2 separate regions of the Dromaius novaehollandiae genome follow, and region 1 is linked to region 2. Evidence: chromatin contacts called from public Hi-C data. All regions are on one chromosome and are shown on one strand. Each heading gives the region's core, a stretch centred on a gene start, on an enhancer-like site or on the middle of the called end of the contact. The rest is flanking DNA. Distances are from core to core; before and after follow the strand shown. Region 1 overlaps LOC112988712 (a long non-coding RNA gene). Region 2 holds the start of LOC112988628 (radial spoke head protein 6 homolog A-like).

Evidence for each region. Hi-C and Micro-C count contacts between places; a contact is called where the count stands out from the background.
Region 1: a contact with region 2 is called in a Hi-C map of brain, with 6 times the contacts expected there. The contact joins the enhancer-like site here to the promoter of LOC112988628 in region 2. A contact is called at or near these places in 2 of 4 Hi-C or Micro-C datasets (brain and liver).

Annotation. Positions count from the first base shown.
Region 1 is chr4:19,714,349-19,719,609 of bDroNov1.hap1, reverse strand. All of the region lies in intron 4 of LOC112988712 (a long non-coding RNA gene), which reads right to left. Among named protein-coding and RNA genes, the nearest start is that of TACR3, 97 kb to the right of the region's middle. Within about 2 kb of position 2,754, at least 2 of the 2 cell types and tissues checked have open chromatin away from gene starts, as enhancers often do.
Region 2 is chr4:19,497,140-19,502,836 of bDroNov1.hap1, reverse strand. LOC112988628 (radial spoke head protein 6 homolog A-like) reads left to right here and starts at 1,436. Exons shown (of 6, transcript XM_026109249.2): 1 at 1,436-2,266; 2 at 2,738-2,969; 3 at 4,530-5,291. The coding sequence starts at 1,521.

The DNA of each region.
Region 1 (5,261 bases), core at 1,505-4,004, 220 kb before region 2:
CAGTGCAACCTTTTCTCATTTTTCCTTTGTCCCTTCTGTGCAGATTGCACCCATCAATATTAACATTTCAGCTCTCTGATTTATCTCATTACATTTCTGTATTACCAGCCAAGTCATAATTTCCTTCCTGTAATGTCACTTTGAGCTCATTTCCCATACACTCTGCATTTGTATATAGACAATTACTGGGTTTATTGCTTGCTTCCTTCCTACTGGCCTTGGCTTTTCTCCTTTGTCTTTATCTTCCAACATTTAATATTTATGGAAAGAGCTCTGCATTGAATTGTAACATCCTAGTCTAAGTTAACAGCTGCCTGAAACAGCATCACAGTACTAGCCTCTTATATTTTTTCTTGTGTTCAGGTGGCCAGCTTTTAAATAGGAGCTGTCTACCTTTCCCACAAAGAGCAGAATTTGGTCATGTTTCCATTCCTGTCTGCTGTACAAGGGACCCTGAGAAAGCACTGGGGGTTTCGCATGTGGGTGAAACTGCACAGGAGCCAATGAAACCGTCACCCACCAGTTATGGGCTGCTCATTCTGCAAAACAAGAGCGAGGGGGGTTGCACTAGCTTTGTACTAACAGTTCATGAGAGAACACTCTTCACAAACATTGAATTTCTGGCTTTTTGAAAGGAACTGGGTTGCAATGAAAAGGGATTCCTTCTGCCAGGGTCAGCGAACACTCCTCTCTCACGAGGCCACAAGCACCACAGAGGCTCCACACAGGGAATCACGTGAACCTTCACTATACAGGCAACAGTCCAGTCCCTTGCACCTTATGGCTACAGGTGCAAACGTGGCACATGAGAGCAACATTTGGAAGTGATGCTTAACAACTTTCTAGTGCCCGGAGCCCAGTTGCAGGCGACCACATGTGGGGAGGGGCCGGTTATACTGGACAACTCGTGCCATCTCTCTCCTGCCTGGAGCCAGCTCCAGCCATACAATAGGGGTCAGGCCCCTGGAGCTCCCTGCTGCCCTGGCGAGGACACCCTTTTAAACCTTGCCTGAGACTTTCTCTCCACGCTCGTCTAAAACTTTAAGCTGAGTACTTGCACCTCTTCATAGAGGCCTGTGAAAGTCTTCTATCCTCAGGTGATTTTTTCCTCCCAAATTTCAATGCCACAGCTCCACTCAGTGAAAATAAGGGTTCAATGCTCTCTTGCAGCCTCCTTTCAAGTGAAGATACTTGTATTTATTTCATTGCTCACTAGAGGGCAACCTTTGCTTAAAAATGAGTTTCTTTACCTTCAGTAACACCGAAAAGGTGAGATAACTTGAGGTCAGACAAAGAGAGAATACACAAGAAAAGCCACAATATGCTGCTCCAAGGGCAGAAAAAATACAGATGTCTGCTGCAATGCTAAGGAAGTATTTCAGACTGTAACAGAAATCAGCAGCTACAGAGTGTGGATGAAACAAACTGTTTGGTAGAAACTACGGTCCTCATTCAGTGAGGTGTGTAAACGTGCTTTATTAATCTGAAGTAGGGGTTTAGCTCTGTTGTCCTCAATGAGAGTAGATATATTATTTGGGTACTATTTTATATGTATTATTTAAAATGCTTTTCTGAAGGTTAGGGACCTAGGAATGCTTGCCGACCTGGAAAAAGCCATTCAAATCAGGAGGAGACCATCAAGGGACTTCTCTGGCTTTGGATGGGGTTCTGAAAGAGCGGAAGGATACTGCTGACACTGAATCATGAAAATCTGAAGGTCCATTTTTGACTCAGGTGATTCTTTTCCAGGACCACAGCTTCATAGTTTCTAGGTTTCACTTCTCCTGGATGATGCAAATTAATGATGAGGAAACTTGCCACTGGCTATTAAATTACTTTACAGCATCGGACTTTTAGGTATGAAGTAGACAGCAGGAGGGATTTTTTTTTTAGTATAAATTCAAGTTAAACAAACATTTAAGGTCCTGAAGTCCTGCAGAATCTTGTGAGAGAAGGAAGTTGTTCAAGAGAAAAAACATAAGACCTACTGTAATGACATACTTTGTCCCTTTGAAGGCACCCTCATACTTGAGGTTAGATCGCTCACATACTGTCACTTCAGGAAATTTAGCGGAGCAGCAACAGACAAGCTGAAAAGGGAGATGAAAACGAGGAAGGCAAGGGGAAATGAGACCCCTCGCACAGCTTCGTAAAGGACAGCTGGTCCAGGGCTACCAAAGGCCGGGGGCTCTGTGCGCCTCTCCTTACGACAGCCTCCGGGGTAGTAACCACTACTGCCTCCATCCAAGTGGTGGCAAGACATGGGCTGAGGGACTTGCGCAGCATGTGCACTGAAAGGACCTCGGCAAATGGCCTTTCGGAGAGGCTTAAATAGTTGTGTGTGGCAAATCATGTATTCTAGGGGAGACCAAGAGGGGAACGAGGGATGTGGGCTAGGCCCGAAGAGACAGACTCTTGGGATAGACGCATACCACACAAAGAAATAACTTACAGAGAAACAGCATAAAGACCACTAGCTAATGTGAGCTAATTGCAAATCTGGTCTGTGAAGAGCTGGGCAAAAGTTTGTTCATAAGGAATAAAGTCACCTGCATGAACAGAGCCAGCTCTGCGGTCAGGAGTTCTCGTTAGACTAGCGCAGCAAGACAGGCAGAGAAGGGAATTTCTCCTGCACTCATCTGTCAGTTTTCACTTGTCTTTTATCCCTGCTGAGGGAGACAGCTGCTCTTGCTTATTACTCTGCTGCCAAAGTAGGTTTGTTATCCCTCCTCCCTCCCAACACTGATGTAATTACGTCCCCAGAGAGTCCTGCCTGTGGGCAGCACTGCGAGCCTGCTGAGCCTCGCGCAGCCAGGCTATGTGCTCCTGCAGCTGTGAATTGCAGTGGTGCCTACCCATTACTGATTTTAAATACGCCTGCCGAGGCCCACAGGGACAAACAAGAGGCTGTATGCCTATTACCAGCTGCATGCTGCTAAATGAATTGGTATGTGAAGTATATGAAGACCCTTTTGCTAACAATAATGTGGCTTGTTGGAGGTAAATAATATGGTTTTATAATTGGATTTGAAGCAAGAGGCTAGATTCACGTACTCTGCTATGGGAAACATCTCTCCATGCTAGTGTGGATCCCCGAAGAGACGCAGGGGTGGGCTGGAGGCACGGGAGCTGCACGCACACCGGTGAGGGTGGCATCGGCTAGCTGTGGCTGGTCAGATAAGCAACAGTTGTGCCTCACCCGCAGTCTCACTGCCTGCCTGCCTGACCGCAGCGCTGTAGTGGCTGTGACAAGCACTGCGCCGGTGCCCAGAAACAAAGCAAGTCTATCAAGTCTCATATATTCAGTGTGAAACTCCGCAAGCGGCCTCTGCCTGGCTGCACTTGCAGTTCCTCTCCTCTGCTAAAACCTGCGAGGCTTGATGCAACCGCTCAGATCTTCCCCAGAGACTGCTACGCACACAGCGCGAGCCCTGTACATGCGGAGGCCTCGTAGTCCCTGCCTCCCTGGCTGCTGCTTCCCCTTTACGTGGCCCAACACGCGTGCCTATCTGTCACCCAGCGCATAGCCATATGCCTCAAACACCTCCCCTCCTCCTGCAAGTCACCTGGTACTCACAAAAGTTCAGAATAGAGTGAAATTATCAGAAATGATTACTGTGATACTGGCTTAACTGCTACCACCAGTGGTAACGTTTCCATTCACTCTCACTAAAGAGCCCTAACACCAGAAACACCAAACCTAAGAAAGTCACTCTCCCTCCTTAAAACTATCTGGCCAAGCGTCCTTTCACAAACAGCTCGGAAATCTAGTGTTAGCCGGTTTTTTGTAGCCAAAGCTTGCCTAGTCCCAGGTAGAAACCAGAAAAGCCCCCTAAGATAATATAAATCAATTTATATCAATTTATCAAAGTCTGACTAGACTCTTCATTAACTCTTGGCTCTCTCTGTACTCCCCTGCTTTTTTTATCATTCTTTTTGTGGTTTGGAGAATGTGAAAATGTATATCCTACAGTCAAAAGCTCATACTGTTCTCACTGATTAAGAAGGAACAATGAATAAACCTAATAGCTATCCTGCAATATTTGTTGCTCTAGAATTTGAGAGTGTGTGTATCCGCTCCTTTCTGCCGAGGAAGGTGCCAAGCTCAAGCTTATGTGAACTGTTACCTGGAATAGTAAAGTAGCTGATGGAAAAATGTAGCGAAGAAACAGTTCTTGGGACACAGAGATGCAGTTCTCTGCAAGGATGAGTCCTCATTTTGCTTGCCTGCTAGCAATTCACAAACTGTGTAGGATTTTGAATGCTAAGTACCTGTTTACCATCTCAAGACTGCTTGAAGATGTTCAGAGAGTCAGTAAACACATCTGAATTGCAAATGCATGTGCTTCCCAGAGTAACAAGCTAGTGGGAGGTTGCTGAGCGCTCCAGATGCCCACGTGCCTTGTGCTGTGCAGAAACGTCATGTGAAGGGCTACTCTGAAAGGGCAGTTTGGCTTCTTTTGCAGCCACCAAGAAGGACTGAAGATGATGTAGATAATGTAGATAATTCTGTCCTTGCACTGCTACAGAAAAAGTGTGACTGCTACCGTGCCTCATTACATTACATCATTACAGAGTTTGAGTGACAAATAACACTGTTTTGAAAGGAACTGTGAGAAAAAAGATACCTCCTCTGAGGTTTTCAAAAACTGTGCAACATTGATGCAGTCCAAGGAGTTCCCCATATCTTGCTTGTAAACAGTATGGTGATGATTTAACATACGCAGCTGATTTATGCTATTTGCTGCAGAACCATTGTGGCTAATCACAAACATTTTCAGAGTATAATTTGTTGATCTGATAGCCTGTGTGATAGCTCGTTAGGATCCATAATGTTTGATCATGTCATCACTGCTTAGAGACACTAATGCACATGGAATATGCTCCTGGAGCCAGTAGATTTGGCTTTTCGGATTTGCATGCATAATAATTCTGTGGGCTAATAACTGTCAACATACATTTATTCCAATAATACTGACTGTTTACTGTTTTGTAATTCTGCAGTGATTGATCAGTTCAACTACTGTGGCGCACTTGCTCAAGAATCAGGAGTTTAAAAATGAAGTGTTATCACAGACAGGGCCAGGATTTATGATTTATGGAAGGCTGCTGTGAAAAAACTATCTTAATTTATGATAGTCCCCCCTTTCTTCCTACTCCTACTCTTTACCTCGTGGCTGAAGCAAAACCATATCACTGTGGAAATCTGCTCTTTCTCTTCCCTTGAAGGCCAGTGCCCATCAGCTAGCGCTGGTGTGTGT
Region 2 (5,697 bases), core at 187-2,686:
AACTCATTATAGTTTCTTGTTAAATGGGATTCCTAGCTCATTTTTTAAATAATTTTCAAATTTGTTATTCTTTGACTATCTATTTGAGCATATAGCACTGATGATACCTGATGGGGCTACAAAAATACACCACTACATCACCATATTTGGGGGGGGGGGGGGGAATCTTGAGTAATCAGATTAGCAGAACTCAGGAGATTCTTCCACTGTATTGTGATGTGTCCTTTGCATTTCAGTGTTTGAATCCTGCTGCAGAAAGAAATTACTCACATTAAGGCCATCTGTCTCATTAACACTGAGAGCTTCAAATGACGAAGCCTTTTTCTACCAGACCACCTTCATTCTGAAGTAATTTACATCTGTTTTTTTTCCTGGATCTGTGAATAAAATTTTTAAAAATCATCATCAGATTTAGGATTTCTCCTCCTCAAAGAAAAAACTTTGTAACTAACGGCACCAACATGATAAATCCCCTGCTAAAAGGCAGAATATTAAACTGTATTTTCTACTACATTCAATTAAAGGAGCAACAGAAAACAAATGTCTCACACTTATTAAATCAAAATTAAACTATTGACGATTTATTCCTCTGCTCTCAGCAGAAATTAAGATTTCTGCATCACAACATTCAAGATACTGAATATCAATAGCACTTTGTAATTTGTGGGTCAATATGAAAGGAAATAAGCAGGGTTTGAAAAAAGCACGAGGAAAAACAAAAGCAACAGCTTGAGAAGCTGGTTGGGATTTCCTTTCTTGCAAACACACCAAACCTTTTAGGCAGCAACATGCCAGCCAAGCAGGAGTGTCCCCCAGAGGGAGGGCCCTGGGGCACCCCCCGGGAGCCGCCATGCCGCAGGCTCAGTGGTCAGGAAAGCTCAAGGAAATGGCGACACCCTCAGAAATTACGTTCTTCAGCCAGCAAACTGCTCTTTCTCAGCGTGTTGTGACACTGAAGCCCACAGCGTGAGCCTGCGCCACTACCTGCCCTCCAGGCAACGGCGGGCGCCGGACAGACACCCGGGCAAGGCTATAACGGCGCCCTCTAACGGCTCCCCCAGCCCCGCGAGGAGGCCCCGCGAGGCGCCCCTCAACGGTCTCAACGGCTCCCCCAGCCCCGCGAGGCGCCTCCCAACGGTCACAACGGCCCCTCCTGCCCCACGTCACCCCCTCGCGCAGGGCGCCCCCAACGGTCTCAACGGCTCCCGCGGCCCCGCGAGGCGCCCCGCAACGGTCTCCGCGGGGCGCCGCACGACCGACCCCCCGGCACGGGCGCCCGGGGCGGCTGGCGTGCCGGGGCAAGCTGCTGCCCCCTTCCCGCGCGCGGGGGGCACCTAGGGCGGCAGCGCCGAGACAACGCGCGGCCCGCCCAGCCCCTCCGCCCCCGCGGCCCGCCTAGCAACGGCGGCGGGTTTACCGTGGCGACGCTCCTCCCCGCCGGCGGAGCTCGCTGCCGGGCGACGAGCGGCCTGGGGGCGGCTCGGTGAGCCCCGCGCGGCCCGCTGCCGCCGGGCCAGGCCATGGCGGAGCCTCCCGGGGAGCCGCGGCCCGAGGCGCGGGCCGGCCCGGCAGCAGGCCGGGACCGCGGTGCCCAGGAGCAGTCGTGGCCTGAGGAGGGCCCCGAGCAGCCGCCTTACGAGGGCTTTGAACCCGAAGAGGTCCCTCCTTGGCCTCGGCAGCCGGGGCTGGGACCAGCTGCCTATGAGTACCAGGGGGTAAGGCAAGCGTCTGGTCAGCCGCAAGAGCTGAGACGCAGCGTCTATCAGCCTCCCGCACCCAGCCAGGACCCCTACCGAGCACAAGACCAAAGAGGGAGTTTCTATCAGCCTCACGCACCGGGACAAGCACCCTATCAGTCAGAGACCCCCGAGCAGTACCTCTGTCAGCCACACGGAACAGAACAAGGCCCATATGAGCCAGAGGTATCAGAAATAGCCGTCAGTGAGAGGTACGCGCTGGGACAAGACTCTTACCGGACAGAGGAGCCAAGGCAAAGCGCATATGAGTCATATGCAGCAGGATTAGACCCTTATCAAACACATGAACCGAGAAGTGTCTATGAGACGTACACACTACAAGAGGATCCCTATCAAGCCTATGAACCTGGGCATGGCCCCTATCAACCACATGAACCAGGTTATGGTCTCTATCAGCCGGGCTACAGTACGTATGATGAGCAGGTACCAGATCCTAACCCCCGGATGCTGGCAATGCAGAATGCAAAAGCCTATTTGCTGAAGAGCAGCACAACGTCTGGCCTGAACTTGTGAGTCCAAAAACGGGACAAGGTTGAAAGGGGTAGGAAGTATGAGTGGAAAGAAAAATACTGTAGATGAAAGGGCAAAGGGTTACTTTAAGAAATGGAGGGATACCAGGGGATGTAGGAAGAGAGAATACCTTATAAATGCAGTGATTCATCTTTATGTGATAGCTGTGTGTGCCCAGCATCTTTCAGAATAAAAATTCACAAGGGAATTTAGAGAGTTAAAAATTTGATTAACAGCACGTTTAAATTCAGCTTCAGCTCCTGAGTCAGGTGTGGAATAAACCAAAAATGGAAGATAGGATTGCTCTTAAATATATTACAATCATACTAGTTTCAAATTTAATTTACCATAATGCTGCATGATCTCTTTATATCTAATTATTCCAGTGATTTCTGCAAAGCTCTAGGTGACCGGCTTCTACTTTTTATGTTAAAATCGTTAGGCCAATAATATTTGTATTTGTATGACAGATATGATCATCTTGCTAACATGCTAACAAAGATCCTGGATGAACAGCCCACAAATGCGGTAGACATAATTGAGAATATCAGCAAGGATGTGAAGTGGGCCCAGTTTCGGAAAAAAATGGATACTCTCCGTGATGAGCATGAGATTCTTCCAACATTTGAAGTTGCAGAAAAGCGTAAAGCTTTATTCCTTAAGGTGCATGGAGAAGGAGACGAAGAGCTGGAAGACGAGATAGTGAGTTATTATCAAAGAAAAATAGATATCAAATATACCAGGGAGATGGGTGGGAGGATGGTGGGAAAGGAAGGGAGGAAGGGACAAAGTTGCGGTCTCGCTAGTAGTATTGCCTCTTATGGTCATATGACACAGTTGCAGCTATACTACCATACCAGGCACCCCCTTCATAGTCAACTTGGTGCCAGGTCCAGTTGTGAAGAAGAAAAACCATCCACTTATTCAGTTAGGATTTTTTCCTATGGTATAATCTAACATTCTGAGCCTTTAAAATCGTAAACATTCTAGAGGTAAGGAATAAAAAATAAAGATTACAATATATCCCACATGCCAGTGCAACCTGGAATACTGCATCTAAATTATATTCTTTATCCAAAAGTGACAGTTCTTTACCTAAAGTGACCATACAGTATGGACATCAGTTTGAGAATACTGTGCACAGCAACTACTGTAAAATAGAGGATGGAGAATTTTGTGATCCTTCCCATTCCAGTTGTGGTTCCCGCTCTTCCTTGTCCAACTAGCAAAAAATTGTGGTGATCATGAAGAACTACTAGAACTAAAAAGCCACATCATAAAACAGAGAATTTTTCCTATCCAGCTGCTTATATGCAGAATACAAATACTAAAATTAGAAGAGAGGTTCTTTCATCTTGTCCAAGTACTATTACTCATTTTACAATAACAGTAAAAAATGGTAAAAATGGAGAAAAGCAGGGTATTTCAGAAAGAAATTTTGAATTTTTCATATTCCTGTCTAGCTTGTTTTGATATAAGAAATCTGGAAGGGCCAAGGAAATTCCAAATGAAACTAGCACTTTTCCTCCAAATTCCCTACCTCCCTCTTTACAACTTCTAGTATTTCTTTTTGTCTATGTTATATAATCACCTACCTCCATGAAATGATGAAATGGTGATAAAGCACATAGAATACTTTCTGAAATCCTCATTATTGACCAAATTCCACTCCCACTTAAGCCAGCTGGAGTCTCGCTATTGACTTCAGTAAGAACAGGGGCCAATATTTTATATTAGCTATAAAAGACTCCATCTTAAATAAAGCAGGGAGCTCTATGCTAAGGTATCCAAAAGAACAGCGTTCATATTGTTGGCCTTGTGTATGAATGTATAAAATATGTATTCTGTTTTCTCCAAATGAATTTGCCACAAACGCAAGGAAATGCAGCCACATGTTTCTGGGCACCATGGCTTCTTACCTAGCTGACGTGCCCTAGCACTGAAGTTCTTTGTAGATAGTGATCACTTATAGGAATTCTGACTTTCCTTATTTTGCAGTAGTTAAAAATGAATTGGAAATTTGAAATCTCATATTCTAAAAGCTGCAAGGCATCTGTGTTCTCTTCTTTATCCTTAAAATGGCACTTTTAATTTTTGTAAATGATGTTGGAAGATGTAGTGAATGAATGCCTGTAAAGCCCTTTGAGAAGATGAATGGCACTATAAGAAAGTGAAGTATGACTTTCAGTAGATGACATGTTTAATCTTTCAAAGATATAATTTTATTATTCTTCACCTCTAACTCAGGATTTTCTTTCCTAGGCAGAGACTCCTCTACCCAATGTGATGGAAACAGCCTTTTATTTTGAACAGGCTGGAATTGGCTTGAGCAAAGATGAAACCTACCACATACTCCTTGCCCTTAAACAACTAATTAGTGTTCAGCCAATCCAGACCTGTCGCTTTTGGGGCAAGATTTTAGGCCTGGAGATGAACTATATTATAGCTGAAGTACAGTACAATGATAGGGCAGAGGAGGAGGAAGCAGAAGATGAAGAAGATAATGAGGAAGGAGGGAAAGCGATGAGTGAGGACAAAGGAGGAGATGAAGATGAAGAGAAACAAGAAGATGATGAACCACCACAGTCCACCTACAGGCCCCCACCTGTCATCCCAAAAGAAGACAACGGGACTGGGACTAATAAGTATGTCTACTTTGTCTGTAATGAGCCAGGCAAACCCTGGGTGAAGTTGCCTCCAGTGACTCCGGCACAGATTGTCTGTGCCAGGAAAATCAAGAAGTTCTTCACTGGTAGGCTGGATGCTCCTGTTGTGAGCTTTCCCCCTTTCCCTGGAAATGAGGCCAATTACCTGCGTGCACAGATAGCTCGGATCTCAGCAGGAACCCAGATCTGTCCCATTGGATTTTACCAATTTGGAGAGGAGGAAGGAGATGAAGAGGAAGAGGGGGGAGGAGGAAGAGATACATATGAAGAAAACCCCGATTTTCAGCCTCTTTCTGTGGTTGAAATGGTGGATTCTCTCTCCACATGGGTACACCATACACAGAATATTCTAAAGCAGGTACGTTTCTGCGTAGCTCACATTGAGCTCAGATAGCATTTACACCATAGTACCAGTAGTGTTTCAGGATGTAAATTAAACTCACCTGCACAGAGTTGAACTGTTCAGCAGAAATAGTATTGGGCTGAAATATTTTTTTACAGAAAACTATCACATATGCTATGTTATATATAAATATATTAAATGTATTCATACATCATGTAGAATATATAAAATATACACATATATGTAAATATATATATTGTTAGGAACCTTTTAGATTTCTGTATGGGGTTAGGCATTGATAGATACCAGTTATTTCTGGTTATTTTCTATGTTAGGTTTTCTCTTGTGAAGTCCTCACTTGACAAAAATATTTTTAATTCTGTTTTCTTGGATAGGGTGCTAAAATGCAGACAGCTTATGA